2 separate regions of the Pogona vitticeps genome follow, and region 1 is linked to region 2. A link is a contact called in public Hi-C data. All regions are on one chromosome and are shown on one strand. Each heading gives the region's core, a stretch centred on a gene start, on an enhancer-like site or on the middle of the called end of the contact. The rest is flanking DNA. Distances are from core to core; before and after follow the strand shown. Region 1 holds the start of SPSB3 (splA/ryanodine receptor domain and SOCS box containing 3). Region 2 holds the start of ERCC4 (ERCC excision repair 4, endonuclease catalytic subunit).

The links. Hi-C and Micro-C count contacts between places; a contact is called where the count stands out from the background.
Region 1: a Hi-C map of muscle shows a contact between it and region 2, with 3 times the contacts expected there. The contact joins the promoter of SPSB3 here to the promoter of ERCC4 in region 2. A contact is called at or near these places in 2 of 2 Hi-C or Micro-C datasets (blood and muscle).

The regions. Positions count from the first base shown.
Region 1 is chr13:7,619,472-7,622,479 of PviZW2.1, forward strand. SPSB3 (splA/ryanodine receptor domain and SOCS box containing 3) reads left to right here and starts at 1,462. Exons shown (of 7, transcript XM_072982874.2): 1 at 1,462-1,635. It overlaps NUBP2 (NUBP iron-sulfur cluster assembly factor 2, cytosolic), which reads right to left and starts at 979. Exons shown (of 7, transcript XM_020807824.3): 1 at 875-979. The coding sequence starts at 896.
Region 2 is chr13:7,465,446-7,468,633 of PviZW2.1, forward strand. ERCC4 (ERCC excision repair 4, endonuclease catalytic subunit) reads left to right here and starts at 1,259. Exons shown (of 11, transcript XM_072982695.2): 1 at 1,259-1,511; 2 at 1,815-1,995. The coding sequence starts at 1,323. It overlaps NME3 (NME/NM23 nucleoside diphosphate kinase 3), which reads right to left and starts at 916. Exons shown (of 5, transcript XM_020807827.3): 1 at 778-916. The coding sequence starts at 820.

The DNA.
Region 1 (3,008 bases), core at 212-2,711, 150 kb after region 2:
TGTACTGAAAAGTATTTTCAAGTGGCTTTTGTTGGTCTTGAGTGCACAATTTAGACTGCCTGCCTTTATAATGAAACTGATGAAGAGGGAACCCCTAAAAACTAGTATTTGAGATGGACCTACACAGCTGGACTACCTGTTTGGACTCAGCACTTGTCCGCACATGAATATTTTCCGTTCGACCACTGACTGAAAATTAGGACCAGTGGCACTTGTTGCAACAAAATCTGTCAATCTGTTTTTAAAGCTTTTCTCCACCGATCTATGAGTGGCGTGCATGTCTTCAACTTTCCCTTACAACTCCATGAAGAACAGAAAAGGTGACCTAGTAAGTGTGGTCGCTAACTGGGGGTGTGAACCTGGGTTCTCCCAGGCAATCTGAATTTAAAATGGGTCCAGCTATTTCCGACTACCTCTGCACTGTTTCACGGAGATGGATTCCACATGTCAGGAAGCACCCCTGAATTATGCAGCTACAGTTATGTACTGTACTATTGCTTACTCACTAGTGGATATCATAATATTTTAAAGGAAAGCCATTGTGGACAGCTCAGTGGTTTAGGCATCTCCCGAGTTCGATTCCCCCCACCCCCAACTGGGCCTCCTTAACAGGGGCTGGACTCGATGGTCTCCGGGGGTCCCTTCCAGCTCTGCGATGATGATGATTATAGTGACCAGGGAGGACAGGGCATAGGGCAAAACGCCGCCCCACTGATAACGATCTTAGCTGCAGACACTCCAGGATGAACGCAGAGGAGACCCTTCTGTGGAATGCTCTCCTGTCGTTCCCCCACCCGAGGCGCCAACCGGACCCCCCCCCAGTGGGGTGCCATCCATCCCCACGAACTGAGACGCTGCTTCGTCGCCCACTCACCCCGCGCCGCCTCCTTCTCCATGTGCCTTCCACCACCACCCACCACTTCCGCTTCCCCCTTGAGTGACAAGAACCTCAACGAATAAGCAGGCAACTGAGGACCACTTTCCCCCCCTCTTCCGCCTCCCATCTGCCAGAGTGACAAGGCAGGTCTCCAATGACAAAGCAGGCAGGCTGGCTGCCGACACCGCATTGGTCGCAACCCCCCCTTGGGGTGATTTGTATTTTCCCGTCGCCCCCGCTCGCGTCCAATCAGGCAGCGATTCGCTTTCCTCTCCTCAGCCCGTCATCGCCTTGAGGGAACGCCTTCGTCCGCCACCGTTTATTGGCCAGATTTAAGCGTCTCCATCCGGCGTCCTCGCGCGCAGGGCTATTGGCCTCCCCCCCTCACCCCACCCCGCTTCCGCCTTCGAGACAGGAACGTGTCTCCCTGGAAACCAAAGGAGGAGCCAATCCGGGTTTCCCCTCTCCCTGAAGGGCTGAGGCGTCGGGAAGGAGGAGGGGCCGCCGCGCGGGGATGGCTGTCTTTTGGACGGGAGCGTCCAATCAGGAGAGAGAGGGCCTCCTTCGGGGCGCCGGGTTGGCCTCGGGCTCTGTGGGCGGGGCGAGGAGGGAGAGTGACGCAGGCCGGAGAGACGGAGGGGAGCGGAGGAGCCGCCACCAATGGGCGCGGCCGGAGCGGGGATGCGTCGCGTGGAGGGTTCTCTGCCCCGCGCTGGAAGGGAAGGGAAGCGGCGAGGCGGCGGCGGCGGCGGCAGGAGGTGGGGGCGGGCGCGCGGTCAAGAGCGGGGCCCGCGTCCTGAGGGGAGGGAACGGCTGGGGGGGGGGAGCGGGCGGTGGGACAGCGACGGGCGGCGGCGGCGGCGGCCTCAGGGCCAAGTCGCGGCCTGCTTCGCCAGAGAGCCCCCCATTTCCCCTCAGCCCGCCGGGCGACCGTTGGCCCCTCACCCAGACGGCGCCCTGCCTGCCCGCCTGCCTGCCTGCCTGCCTGGCGGGGAGCCTGGCAAAAGATGCCGCTTCTGTGTGGAGAGTGGCCGCCGAGCCTGGCCGAGAGAGAGAGAAAGAGGCGCAGGCCTCGGGGAGGAGTCGGTGGCGGCGGCGCTGCTCTTCCCGTCCGTTTCTTTCCTCACCGTCCACGGTGAGGGGGGCGGGCGGCCCTTCTTGCCTTGCCCACGGTGTGAGGGGTTGGGGGGGAAGCAGGATCCGGCAGATCACAATAGTTGGATTTGTTCAGAAGTGGCTGAAAGGACTTTCCCCCCTCTCCTCACTCCGAATCCTTTCCCTTGAATTTCTTCTGTTTATTTATTTATTCTGTTTGTACCCCGCCTATCTGGTCAATACGACCACTCTTGTGAGCCTGAGAGTAAGGACGCTCTAAGTATGGATTTTTTTTTAAAAAAAATTTTTTTGGTACGCTACTCTTTATTATTTATTTATTTATTTAGACTCTGGAAAGCAAGTGTACACAGATTTGGGGAAATGCACCCAACTACAGCATAAGCAAGATTATATAAATCTGGCACCTAACTGCAAATCGCTGGGATGCCTATTTGCAGTTTGTAAATCTTAAAATGCATTTATGGGCCTCGTGAATAATAAAGTCAGTTCTTTTCAGGAATTTCTAGCTAAAAGTAAAAAGAAGGATAAAGAAAGGGACTTTCGTGGGTAGATGGGTCAAAGGAAGCTCCCTCCTGACCTCATGTGGAGGATGGAGGGAGGGAAGTGATGGAGGCAAGCAGCTTGAGGCATGGAGGTAGCTGGGCAATGCTCATCAGATTTGAACTTGCCAGTCACACTGTCACTAATGAAGGGCTGTTTGCTGTTATAAGGCCTTATTTTCAGTTCCTGCTATACCGCTTCACCTTTACATTTGGAACATATCAGCACCGTCTTGCCGAAGCTGTGATAGATACTCAGTAACAAGGAGCGAATCTGGATTTGTGGCAGGAGTGACAAATGTTTGTCGAGACGTTTTGGAGGCTGAGTTCAGTGAGTGCTCCGAGAACCACATGTTGTGTATGGTTATGCACTTCCATACTTCCTTGACCAGAAAGCAGTGCCTCAGATTAACCTGCTTGGTGCATGAGAGAAAGCATACAGTGGTGCCTCGCACAACGAGTGCCTCACACAACGA
Region 2 (3,188 bases), core at 9-2,508:
CTAAGCCGCAGTTTCCCCCAGTAATGCCACTTGCCCTAAAGTCTAGGGAGACGAGGTGGAGGCACGTCAGACAAGATGTAGATTTTGTGATGGCCCAAAGCTGCCTTGGGCTTGCAGTGGCCTTCGTCGGCCACTGGCTCAGTCGGGTGGCTCTCCTTGAAAAAGGAACTCTCTGGAAAGGGAGTATCAATCAGTCTTAATAATACGGTAAGTAGGACCCCTTATCTATGGGATCAGTATTCACTGATTCACTTACCCATGATCTGAAAATGTTAAAAATATTAAAAGAAATACATATATTTCTAAAGATTAAGTTACCTGAATAAGCCATTAAAAGCAACTATCCCATGCTATGTATGTATATTGTTGACTTTAAAAAAAAATGTGTTTCCACAATATCATGACCAGAACTGGTCACTAGAGGGAGCCAGAGACCATGCTATAGTGATTACTACTACTGTATTAAAATAGCGTTCGCCATTATCCGCGTTTTTCAGCATCTGCGGTGGGGGGACGGCTCGAACCAATCCCTCCTGGACACGGGGATCCCACTGTACTATGCAAAATGGACCAGTATTCTGGCTCAGGTTAAGGCCACTCCATATAATTGAAGAACTAATTGGGAACCATTGCAGCATATTGCTAAAGAAGGAAAACCGTATGCAGGCACTTTTTCCCCTCAGACGCAAAAAATAACTCGGCTTGTTTCGGGCAGGGCCCGATGAAAGGGGACGCGTGTCGAGAAGGGCGCCGGGGGTACCCCCCCCACTCACTCACCCGCCTGAAAGAGACCCGCCAACAAAGCCAGCAGGAAGATCATGACGGCGCCCAAAACAGGGTCCGGGCAAATCGGCGGAGGAGGTCGGAAATGGGAGCCCTGCGCTCTTTTCCTATCTCTATGGTCTGCTAGATCTACGTCCATTTCGTCATGACCGCCATGAGAGGGGTCACTCTACACCTTTTCCTAGATCTATGGTCTGCTAGATCTACGTCCATTTCGACGCGACCACCGTGCGAAGGGCCACTCTACCCCTTTTCCTATATCTATGGTCTGCTAGATCTACGTCCATTTCGACGCGACCGCCGTGCGAGGGGCCACTCTACACATTTTCCTATATCTATGGTCTGCTAGATCTACGTCCATTTCGTCATGACCGCCGTGCGAGGGGGCCACTCTACACATTTTCCTATATCTATGTTTTGAGTACTTCCGGCATCGAGCGTGGCCTTTCCTTCCGCGCCTGCGCAGTGTGTGGTGTGTGTGTGTGTGAGGGCGAAGAGGGATTGGAACTCGGCCCCTTGGCGGGCGAAGCTCCTCCGCCATGGCGTCGAGCGTGTCTCCGGCGCCCCTGGACCACGAGAACCAGATTTTCTTGGACCTTTTCGAGCAGGACGGGCTGGTGGTCTGCGCCCGAGGGCTGGGCATCGACCGCCTCCTCCTGCGCTTCCTCCGCCTCTACTGCGACCCGGCTCGGCTGGTGCTGGTGCTGAACACCGGCCCTGCAGAGGAGGTCAGGCCAGGCGGGGGGGGGCTTTCATGGGGAAAGAGGCGGGGGGCTGAGGCGGGTCAGTGGAAGAGCCGGGGAGGGAAGGGGGGGGAGGACGCCGCCGCCCAAGAGATTCCTGGACCATCAGGAAACTGAAAAGAGTCCCAGAACTGTCACTCCAAAAAAGTAACTTTTCCAAGTTCCGTTACTTAAGTAACGAGCAGGCCCTGCCTTTCCCCTCCAGTCCTTTTCAACGGCGGTGAGTGAATCTTCCCTTCAGATTCTTGCACCCTGTTTATTCTGATTTTTTTTCCCCTTTCACTCCAGGAATATTTTATTGAACAGCTGAAGATCGATCAGGCGGCTCATCTTCCGAGGCGGGTGACGAACGAGATCCCAAGCAGCAGCCGATATGAGGTTTACACGCAAGGAGGCGTCGTTTTTGCAACCAGCCGGATCCTGGTGGTGGATTTTTTGACAGACAGGATCCCTTCAGATCTTATCACCGGTGAGACACTGACTAGACTGTGGGTCTAATCCCCTCTTGTTCCCTCTCAAACACAGAGAGATGCCTGTCATATCAGTGACCTCTAGGCTGAAAAACACAATTGCCTTTTTTATAACAATTTCCCTCACATTTTTACAGATTTAATGTTCGTTACTTGTTCTTAAAGAGATGCATTGTTCCTTTACAGGATTATACCCCCAGAGGTCAGTGTGGTGTAGCTGCTAAAAGAAACATTGTGCTCAATGAGCTATAGATCAGTTATTAAGCTGATTGGAAGTATTTTCAGTTTCCGGGTGCGATGTTTTAGCTTCATCTATTCCCTCTGCTGAACACTAAATGAGGGGCATTGCAAGTGGACAAAAAACAGTCCTGGATCTGCTAGGATCTGGATTATTTGTGGTGGATCTTTAGGCATTTCTGGTGATAGCATTAGTGAAAGGATTCCCTGACTCCTTTAATTAAGCTTCTGAAATAGATAATTGGGGGGAGGAAGGATTTAAAAAGTGAATACTATACGTACTTGGCATGGTTTCAGGCTCCTTCTAGTGCCAGTTCTGGCAATGATTTCTTTAGAAATATATATTTCTAGTAATTTTTAAAAATACTTTAAAATAGTTTCAGAGCGTGGATAAGTGTATCAGCAGATACTGATTTTGCGGATACAGGAATCCTGTTTTTGTTGCCAGGTTCAGATTATCTTTGTTCAAAGCTTGTGCTTCTTTACTGTAATAAACCCTAGCAGTGAGGTTTCCTCCTATGACTCTTTTATGTCATTTACACTTTTATTGTAAACAATTCAGTTTCCAAAGAGTGATTCATGAGTCACTATGATCAAGCGAGAGAGGGGGGAACTGCAGCTGGGGATGAAATGGAAATTGTATTAGGGCTACAAGCATTTTACAGAGACGGGCCTTGGACCTGTGATAACTTTTGTTAGCAGACTTGTTTTTGTAATCTGACTACAACAGGACAACTGTTGTCTTTGGTCAGCGCGAGAAATGCGCTGCTGGGTTTATGGACCTTTGATCTGATTCAGAAGGGCTCTTGTTTGTGTGCAGTCTTGTCCCATTTTTACTGGAAAATTAGCCTAATTAAATTCCATAGGACTTAGAGGAGTGCAGATATGCCAGGATGGTTACTTTGTCTCTAAGTGAAACTTGAGAAGTTCTGCAATTTCCCTTTTCAATTCAATT